Linked DNA regions of Mus musculus: region 2 is linked to region 1. Evidence: chromatin contacts called from public HiCAR-type data. All regions are on one chromosome and are shown on one strand. The core of a region is the stretch at or near the end of the contact, and the rest is flanking DNA. Distances in the headings are between cores, read along the strand shown. Region 1 has its middle 110 kb from the start of Gm33687. Region 2 has its middle 18 kb from the start of N4bp1.

Region 1 (5,652 bases), core at 1,303-3,802:
TACTTCTTCTTTTGAGATTTGGATTTACTCGAGACCATCTGACTCTTTTATTTTGTTTTTTTTTTAAAAGAGTTGAAGTTTTATATAAAATTGTTCTAAATTTTATGGCTTCCAATTTCGAAATCCAATAATCCTATTTCCTTTACTTTAAAAGTAGATTTTTTTTTTTAGCTACCTCAAGTCCTAATGGAGTTAAAAGGAATATAAATCTTCAGTAGAGTTTTTCTAGGTCTTAGTTTTTTTCAGCAGTTCCCAGTGCTCTGCTGTGTCTTCCATATCTGCTGGTTTGGCTCCCACTCTCCTCTGTCAACTCCCGTGCTTGGGGATTTTCTGCAGTCAGGTCAGAGAGAAGGCAGAGTTCTCCAAGCAACACAGGACAGAGTCTCTGAATGCCATCTGACTCTGGTCACCTCAAAAACACTACTCAGTTATCAAGGCCAAGCGAAGATAAATTCATTTTTAGTTTCATTCCACTTGCATGTCGTCAGGGTGGCTTTTCTTGGGCTGGAAGCAAAGGTGCATGGAGGTTGGCCCAGATGGGGCTGGGGGATGGTGAGAGCATTTACATCTACATCCAGATCCACTTCTTTGTCTCCATCACTCCTCTGTCCCAATAGTTATGTGACTTAGGACATATCATTTCATTTTCTTAACCTCACTTCCCTCACTTATGAATACAAAACAGGACGAGCAATTATTCCCATGCAGATTAAACAAGACCACAACTATTAAAAAAAAGGCTTACAGTACACCAATGCTCAGCCGTTATTACCAAGGTTTACCTTTGAAGTGGGAGTGGGTGGGTTGGGGAGCAGGGCAGGGGTAGGGAATAGGGGGCTTTGGGGATAGCATTTGAAATGTAAATGAAGAAAATATCTAACAAAAAATGCCTTATAAAAATTTAACCCACTAAGCGTCTCAGGTCTCTAGAAATCCTCTACTATAAATACTGTTGTGCTTCTGCCAGTTTCAGCCTGTTTAAGCACTGAAATTGGAATACAGTATTTCATAATGCCCCCTGATACTCCTTTCTTAGGCTCCTACATGGACAGTCATCAATACCCAGAGCTTTCAAATGTCTGACTTTGCAACTGTCCACTCAGCATTTACACACACACACACTCACACACATACTACATGTACTAATACATACATACATACACTCACACATACACACATGCACACAATATTCATGCACACATTCACACACACATATATACTCACACAAACACACATACACACATCTACCCATGCACACACACTAACACACATGCATACACACATACACATGCACACACACGCTCAAGGACACATGTGCACACATGCAAACACTCACATACATGTACACACTCAAATGTATATGTGTAACAATCAAGGGCTTCAGTGAGTAAAAGGATGGCATTCAAGATGATGACTTATGCTCGGCGTTTGAGAGGCATCAAGAGAGTAGAGAGTGCATGCTGACTCGAGAAGTCCTGACTCTGGTCAGCTCTCGCCTTGCCATATGATCCTGAACCAGTTGCTTTGTCTCCCGGTGATGTCTGGATCTTCTAAAGTTGGGGAAACAGATGATGTGTAAACAAGGGAGTTGAAATTCCAATAACCATTATGAGCCCGAAGCTTATGTTTTAGTATGTTTGGCCACTTAACTCCGTGAAAGTTCATTTTAGTAAACAAAATTTTGCTGGTCCTGTGCTGTGTGGCTGGTCCTGTGCTGTGTGGCTGGTCCTGTGCTGTGTGGCTGGTCCTGTGCTGTGTGGCTGGTCCTGTCTGTGTGGCTGGTCCTGTGCTGTGTGGCTGGCTGGTCCTGTCTGTGTGGCTGGTAGGCAGTGAGCCTCATCTCAGACCCCTGGGGTATGCACAATGGTGGTCTCTCACCTGAGAACTGAAACAGCCGCTGACATTGAGGAGTCTCTGAATCTACTCATGTTTTCCGGTTAACCCCTCCATCCTTCTATTCTTTTTAAATGTAGTACTTGATGCATATTAACATATTGAACACCCCAAAACCAACCGATCATCCAACACCAAACAAAGGATAGAATTTAACCCTGTGAGGATCTGTATGCTTTACCCCACCTGCTCGCCTCTTCCTACAGAACTCCACTATCCTGGAGATCACATCTATATCTTCCTTTAAAATGAAATCTCCATGTAGTCTATATCCTCAAGGAGCTCATTGCTTAGTTCTGCTTGTTTCATACCGGATGAAGATGGTATCTGGCAGGATCAATCTTCTACACTGTTTTTCTGTTCCTTGCCATGCCAAGATGCTCTGATCCTGTCTCCTGCTGCTAGCAAATTCCTACCACGTATACCCTGTGCAATCTCTAGAAAACACCAGACCAAGTCTTTCTCCAGTGGAAATAACTGTGTCCCTGCCCTCACCCCTCAGTTTTGAGAGAAATTCTGAATTTCTTCATTCACACGGCTCTCTGCCTCTCCCAGGTAGTTGTAGATTTCAGGCAACCGCCTGGGTTCTATGGGATTGCTTTCTAAGGCAACCTTGGCCCATTGCTGCTAGTGGCCTTGGGAGCAGGCTGCTTCCTGTTCCCTGTCTTCTGTTTCTAGCTGGCTTTAGTAATTCAGAGACTTCCACCTGCCTGCCCAGTTCTTCCTTCTCTACTCACACTTGCCCTTTTTCCAGCTCAGTAACCTTTTCTTCCTAGCCCCTCTCCCCACTTGGTGAGTGAGTGTGTGTGTGTGTGTGTGTGTGTGTGTGTGTGTGTGTGTGTGTGTGTGTGTGTGTGTTGCTGCAGCTCTTTGGGTGTTAAGCAAGGGCTCAATACTGAGCTATATCCTCAGCCCTTTAGTATTCCTCAATGCCTAGGCACTGTGATGCTACTACTCCAGAGTTGACCTTACATCCGGTGGAGAAAGAACTCTTGGCCCACCTTCTAGGAATTTGGCAGGCATTTGACCTTGGGCTAAGACAAGGAACTAGGTTCAAGACAATACAGCTGAGGAGTGTGTTCTTTGTATCTTGATGGGACTTGTTAGGACCCTGAATACAGTAATCATGGGACCTTTGTTTGTGCTTTGTTTGTTCCTTAACTACTCTGCTTATGGCTTAAGACTGACCATATCCTTTGTATGTACCTAGAATGATATAAAAGCAAACTTGATAAAAGTAAACCCACTTTAGCCTCAGCACTGGCTGGAGTCATGTTATAATGTTGTCTAATTAATTTTTCTTTCTTTAATCCTCACTCCCTCCCTTTAGACCCTGCCAACGGACTAAACTGGCTTGGTCAACATCCCATCTGCCTTTGTATCCACTACATTCTCTGACTAGAGTACAGGGCCCACTAGAATCTCTCCTTCCCTGTTCATTCTCTCCAGTGCACTGAACAGAGGGTGTCGTGTAGCTTCATTTTCTTACTTGCAGAGCTGCTCAGTTGCTGTTTGTTTTCCTTTAAAGAATTCAGTGATGGCAAATGTTATATATTTCATTCACTAATATGTCCTAAAATCTGGAACAGTAGTTAACAAAAAGTAGATGCTCAGAAAATATTTGTGGACTGAATAAATAAAATCAGAAGTAAGTTTGTTAATAAGGGTCTGGCTGGAAACAGATTACAGAATGTTTGTTCATATAGTCTTTGCTATCAGCAGTCAAGTCTTTTTAACTTCTCCCTGTCTTGCCTCAAAGAATGCTGGCATTCCCAAGTCCCCATCACTGAAATCAAGACAGTGCATTTCACTGTGTGAGTCCCCCCCACATAAGGCTCTTGTAGTTTAAGTGATGTTGCAGGGGACTATTGATAAGCCCTTCCCTCTGAGAACCTTCAATATGTCCTACCTTCCAGTCATATATGCCTTGACTAGATATCATTTCTCAGGTCACTAAACCTGCCTCTGCATTGGTTGGCATTGCTTACTCCTGAAGAAGGGAGAGAATGCGTGACTCTAAGTATGCTAATGCTCATTTGACCAGAGCCTCAGGTAGATCAGGGACATTTTTGCTTTGACTGTCCTTATGACTTTCAAGAAATGGATTTGGGTAAGGACTTGCCAATGAGTAATGGAGAAGACTAAGGAAATATGCCTGCTTCTCTCTTACATTTTTTTCTGGGAACTTCACACTTCCATCAAGGTTACACATTTGGTAAGCAGGGTGATAAAACCAATGCCTATAATTAGTCCATCATCATTCTGAAAGAAATGGAAGTGTTTGTATTGCTGGCATATCTAAGCATAGCTTCCAGATTTGCCCACATTTCCTCTCAATGCTTCAATTAGGGTTAGCACTTCTATGTTGGTATTTGGAGGAAGGAAGGATATCGTACTTCTCCTCCTTATGTAATACTCCTGATGATACACCGGAGCAGGCTGCTTATTGCTACTCCCACTTGCTCTAGATGTTAGAATCACAGTGAGTGTAGACTTCAGTCTGTCCTGTCTTCTCGATTACACTGATAAAGAAAATGAGGCTCCCCCAAAAGATGAACTGAGAGTGCCTGTTGTTGTTATTTATTTGAGGTAAGGTCTTCTGTGTAACCTAGGCTAGACTGAAACTTTCCTTTTATTACCTCCCTAATACAGAGATAACAGACATGTACCCCCCACAGCTAGCTGAATTGACTTTGTTTTTAAGCAGGTAATTCATACCTTGGAGATTGAGCTAGATGACTTTTTATGGTGGTTTGAATGAGAAAAGCTCCCATAGGCTCATAGATTTGAATACTTGCTCACCAGAAAGTGACATTATTAGAAAGGATTAAGAGGTATGGCCTTGTTGGAGGAAGTATTTCACTGATGGTTGCCTTTGAGATTTTTAACAAGCCCATTCTAAGCCCAGAGTCTCTCTCTTCCTACTGCTTGCAGATCTAGATACTCTTAGCTACTTCCCCAGCACAATGTCCACCTGTATGCCACCATGCTCCCTGCCATGATAATGGACTAAACTCTTGAATCTGTAAGCAAATCTCAATTCAATGCTTTGTTTTGAACAAGAGTTACTGTGGTCATGGTATCTCTTTACAGCAACAGAACAGATACTAAGACAGAAGTTGGTACTAGGAGCAGGGTATTTCTGTAACAGGCCTGACCATGCTACTGTTGGCAAAATATGGACTTTGGAACTTCAAATTAGGAAAGCATTTTAATGTGTTGATCAGGGCTGAATAAGCCATTCTATTAGAAGCAAGGAAACAGTGTTGAGAACAATTTGAACTCTAGAGGCTCAGCTCAAGAAGTTTCAAAGGCAAAGAATAGGCTAGAGACCTTTCTTTGTGATAGTTTGGCAAAGAATGTGACTGCTTTTTACCCTTGTCCAAAAATTCTGCCCTAGACTAAATAGAAGAGCTTTGGATTATTGGTGTTGGCAGAAGAGATTTCAAGACACCTTAGTATTGATTGTGTCACATGACTATTTGTGGCCACTCTTATGTAGATCTATAATGAAAAGGAGCAAACTGGGCTATGAAAAAAATGCAAAATATATAGTTTGAGGAAAAAAGGAGTACCAGGAAGTATAGCTAAGTATAGTGCTTAAGGAAATAGTTTAAAGAAAAACCTGATACTAAATGAAATATAGGGAGTGGTGGCCTCTGGGGAAGACCCGATGTAGCTAAATCTTTTAACTTGTGAAGAGAATAAAAGAAACCCTTAAGTAATAAATGAAACCATCAAAACCAGAAAGCTGATGAA
Region 2 (4,988 bases), core at 1,058-3,557, 510 kb after region 1:
CTGTGATCTAGGTACTGACACTGGCTGAACACATCTTCCTGGAAGGGGAGCAGAAAGAAAGCGATGTCTGTAATATAGGGCAGAAAACTCCATAGTCCCTTGGAAGATGTGAAGAGCTTTTCTGATGTGGGACTTTTGCTGGGTAGACAGTGCACATATGTCTTCTCGCCCCCGAGAGGGATCGATTTTGTTTGTTTGTTTGTTTGTTTGTTTACACAACTTAACTCAGGCCAGTGGGAAGAGGGAACTTCAACTGAGACAATGCTTCCTTCAGCTTGGCCTGTAGGCAAGTCTGTGGGTTGTTTTCTTGATTGGTGATTGACATGAGAGAGGCTGTTTTGTTTTATTTTGGAATGTAGGCCATGGCATCACTGAGCAGGTGGTCCTGGGGTGTCCGAGAAAGCAGGTCAAGCAACCACAAGGAGTGCTGTAGTAAACAGACCTCCATGGTCTCCACTTCAGTTCTTACCGTCCGTTTGCTTTCAGCTCCTGCCCTGACTTTTCTCAGTGATGGAGTAGGACCTGGGGTTTTAAGGGTTCTAAGGTGAGATAAGTAATTTCCTTCCCAATTTGCTTTTAGATTTATTTATTTATTTATTTATTTATTTATTTATTTAATGTATGAGTATTCTATTTGCATGTACACCTCATGCCAGAAGAGGCATCAGATCACACTATAGATGGTGTGAGCCACCATGTGGTTGCTGGGGATTGAACTCAGGACCTCTGAATAAGCAGACAGTGCTCTTAACCCCTAAGCCATCTCTTCAGCCTCCCAATTTACTTTTAGTCATAGCCTTTATCACAGTAATAGAAAGTAAACTAGAACAGAAGATGCATAAAATTTGTTCCCTGAGCACAGACATACAAGTTTTTTTTTTCCCCTAGATACCTCTGCATAAGAGGAGCTGCCTGGGGTAGGGGCTGGAGTATATGCTAGTACCCAGAATACTGTTGTACAGTTTCAACTTTATCTGAGTGAGCTCACATGGCCCCAACAACTTTTAGAAGGTGGGGTTGTACCCATCTTACAGACAAAGAAATAGAGGCTTATAGCAATGAAGTACCTCACTTGGAACCCTCACAACTAGGAAGTGACAGTAAGAACAGGCACGGCATATTGTGCTATTCAGGACTTCCCTGTGGACCTGAGGAGACAGAGGTTCCTTGGTTCCTTAGGACTGAGACCTGTGACCTGTAGGATAAGGGACTCTACAGTCCTTCTCTATCCCTGGGTCATAGGAGACAGGTAACAAACCCCAACTGTTGTTAAAAGAGACTAGGTGCTGAGGTAAAGCTCTGAAGCATCTCCCGGCAGCAGTACCGGGTCTGGGGCTGTGAGGAGCCTGCAGTAGGATTTGCTGCAGAATTTCATTGGACCCCTCTTTGTCTGAGAAACCAAGATGGGAGTGAAGTGTGCTTTCCCGAGGCCGAACCTTGATTGGCCAGGGCTCCTCAAGCACATAGGCTCCCGAGGTGGTTTAGTAAAGGGTCACTAGCACCTCCTTGTCCCTTCCCATTGTCTTGTTCCTGCTCCTGCCACAGGTCACCTCCACTACAGCAAGGGAAGAGGTGGGAGCCTGTGGAAGAGGCAATCAACCAGCTGGGGTGGGGTGGGGTGGTAAGGAACGCGGCTCCTCAAGTTGCTAGAATACTTGGCCTAAGACACCAGGGTCAGGCAGTCTCACAGGAAGCTGGGTCTCCGCCCTTCCCCTTGAGCTTCCTAGTAAAAATAACTGATGTTTCCTGAAGCGTTCACATGTGGCAGGAAGGCTGAGCTCGGAGCTGCCAGGTCACCACCAAGATTCCTTTTGTTTTGCAATGGATAGGATAGAAAGAATGTCTCTCTCTCTCTCTCTCTGCCTCACCTCCTCTTCCTCCTCATCACTTCTGCCTTCTTTTTATTTAGAATTCCTAAATTCCTCTTACGGAAGAGCTAAGCTCCTCTTTGCCCTACAGTGTGGAAACAACATCACTGATAATGTCAGGTAATTAATTCAATGGCAAACAGACTGAAACAAATTGTAACTCCAGTGCATTTAGTTTTTGTTCTTTTCTGTTTTGAGAAGAGTTATTATGGCAAGAAACAGTTTCCCTTGCAATTATACTCAACTTAAAAAAAAAAAAACAGAACAAAACAACAAGACTAAGAACACCTTAGGTGTTCAGGGTTCATGTGGCTATTTCCAGAGTCATGAAGAGGGATGGATATAAATGACTTAAATGTGGAAACAAGCATCGCGGCTGGTGATTCTCGACCTTGTGCGATATGAGCTCTTGGGCTAATTGTGCAACCTTTGAAAAAGCCACACTTAGTTTAAGGGTTGGTTCTGCACCCTGCACTGGTCAAACAAAACCTTTGCATAATAAAAGGCTTGGCTTTGCCTATCCCGTAGTTGGTTGGGTCTTTGGTTGGGTCAGACCAAGCCAGGCCCCTCGTTTCTGTTTCTTTTGGGGGTGGGGTCGGATGGGGGGTGTTTTGTTTGTTTGTTTTTTTGTTTTAGACAAGGTTTTCTTCTGTAGCCCAGGCTGGCCTGGAACTCGCTAGGTTGCTAGGGTTGGGGTTTTGAACCTACAGAAATCCTCAGAGTACAGGCACAAACTCCTGTTTATCCGATAGTTTCCTCAAGGAGGATATTTCAGTTCTCTTCCTCTTTTTCCCTCCTGCCAATGTGGTGCTCAGACTTGGAGCTAGAGGATAAAGAGAACATCTCAGAGGTTTTTGCACCTCATAACTTGTCAGTTACTGACTAGCAACTGAAGGAAACGCTTCTGCTTTGAATCGCCTACGCCCTTGGCGCCACCTGCTGGTCGCATCGCGCCAATGCAGCTCTGATCCGTGGAGAATCTAAGCCTACCTTCTGAGCCAAACCTGAGAAAATCTGGTGAGTTGTTGCACACCAGCATCTCCTTCTTTACCCCCAGCATCTCCACACCCAAGCTAGTGCCCTCTGCTCCCCTCGGTATGAGGAGAGCTGCTAGCCTAGGTAGGGGACTAGAGAGATGGCTCGGTAACTAAGGAACTGCAGAGGAACTGAGTTTGAGTCCCAGCACCCAGGGATCCATGGGATTCGACACCTTTGGTCTACATAGACATCCCCTCCCCCCTCCTTCCACCACAGATCTAATCTGGAGGTTTGCTCCCTCAAGCAAAGAGGTCATCAGAGTCACTTCTGAACAGCGATTTCCCCTTGACCCAGGGGCCACTTTTGAAGAACTTCCCTGTGTGTTTGTGACTGCGGACTTGGTGGACCTGTGAGCAGGACATCTGTGGCCCAGCTAGCCATAGGCCTCACTGAATAGACTCTAGCTTACAGTGGGCCCTGGGCTGCATTTTTAACCGGCACCCATTGGACCTGGGCCTCTTTGGCCTGAAGAATCACCTTGCTTAGCAGCATCCTTCCGCAGCTCCGCTTCCAAGCTCCACCGGAAGCCGCTGCGCGCTGAACTGAGCTTTCTCTGGTCTAGGGTCTGCCTTTCCTTTACAAGGATATTCCTTCAGTGCTCATCGCAGGTCCTTAAGGGGCCTGTGTGTGCGTGTGTGCGTGTGTGTGTGTGTGTGTGTAAGCTTAGGGATGTCACTTGACTTTCCTAAAGACAGGGGAATAGTGTTTGATCCAACCAAGTCAGTCGGATTTCAAAACTGCTCCTTCTTATCCACCTTTCCCCCTCTCCTCTTCTCATCCTGTCCCTCCTCGTATTTCCCTTCTTGCCCGGCTCCTTTCTTGTCCCCTTTCCTCTGTTCTCCCCCTCCCCAGTCCTCCTCAGTACCCTCCATCCTTCCCCCTCCTCCCCTTGTCCTCCCCTCCACACTTTGGTATGCTTTACACGGGTCCAGGTTCTCCTAGCATCCCTCGGGCCCCTTCCTGGCAAACCCTGCCCCCAACCCTGAACTTTCCAGCCCAGGGGCAGGGGCTGGGCTCCCCCTCCCCAAGCTCTTTCCTATATAAAACAGACATCTTGGTCTCCTTCTCCTCTCGCCTCTCTTCCTGCTCTTCCCCTTCACCTTCTCGGAGTGCACGATTTCTCTCTTTCTCTTCCCCCCTCCCATCTGTGTTCCAAGGAATAGGAGAAACTGGAGTTCAGGTGGTTGTAGCCACCAGGTATGTGCTGGGAACCCAGCCCAGGCCATTTGTAAGAGTAGCTAGTGTCCTTAACCACGGAGCCATCCCTCCAGGTCCCCCCTTTTACTTGCACAGATAGTTGTCTTTAAAAAAATTTTTTTATTGATTTTGAGACACCATGTAGACAAGACTGGCCTCGGGCCTTTTCACAATCTTAAAGCACACAGAATTTCTTGGGGCAGCTAAGATGGAATATAGGTTCTAGTAAGTAATGACTCAGGAGTATCAGAGGGGAGAGTGTGCTACCCTTGGGATGTTTGGATGTGCCCATCCACTGAGCTATTTAAGGCATATTAAATATTAGGCTACGTGTGTGCATGCACGTGTGTGTGCGTGTGTGTGTGTGTGTGTGTGTGTGTGTGTGCGTTTTACTTGGGAATCCAGAATATTGGGGCGGGTAGTCGGGGGTGAGTAGAGTGCACTAATTGGCTGCTGCTACAGTGGGGTCTGCCTCTTGCTATGCGGCAGGTGGAGCTCTCCCCCTGGGTTTGCTAGTGGCGTAGCCACCCATCAGTCTTTTCTCCCTCCCCGCCCATTGGATCTGGAGATCCCTAAAGCGGAGATCATTTGTCTCTGTGGTTCTCACAACAGTGTCTGAACACTTATCATGTGCCAGATGCCCCACTAAGTGCTTTTGTGTTTCATTATCTGAAGTGGATGGTGTTAGGACCCTCAGGGCTTATTTTAGTTACTTCGTCTGGGTTTCCTCTTGTTGTTTGAGATAGAGGTCTGTCTTAGGGTTTCTATTCCTGCACAAACATCACGACCAAGAAGCAAGTTGGGGAGGAAAGGGTTTATTCGGCTTACACTTCCATACTCTGTTCATCACCAAGGAAGTCAGGACTGGAACTCAAGAAGGTCAGA

The links. HiCAR-type assays count read pairs that join an accessible place to other places.
Region 2: a contact with region 1 is called in a HiCAR-type map of embryonic stem cells, with 4 times the contacts expected there. The contact joins two enhancer-like sites. A contact is called at or near these places in 2 of 115 datasets of contacts at active chromatin or transcription factors (both in embryonic stem cells).

Annotation. Positions count from the first base shown.
Region 1 is chr8:86,391,044-86,396,695 of GRCm38.p6, forward strand. No RefSeq gene overlaps it. Among named protein-coding and RNA genes, the nearest start is that of Gm33687, 110 kb to the left of the region's middle. Within about 2 kb of position 2,553, at least 5 of the 459 cell types and tissues checked have an H3K27ac peak or open chromatin away from gene starts, as enhancers often do. A contact at or near this core is called in embryonic stem cells, where this site is marked.
Region 2 is chr8:86,900,499-86,905,486 of GRCm38.p6, forward strand. No RefSeq gene overlaps it. Among named protein-coding and RNA genes, the nearest start is that of N4bp1, 18 kb to the left of the region's middle. Within about 2 kb of position 2,308, at least 44 of the 459 cell types and tissues checked have an H3K27ac peak or open chromatin away from gene starts, as enhancers often do. A contact at or near this core is called in embryonic stem cells, where this site is marked.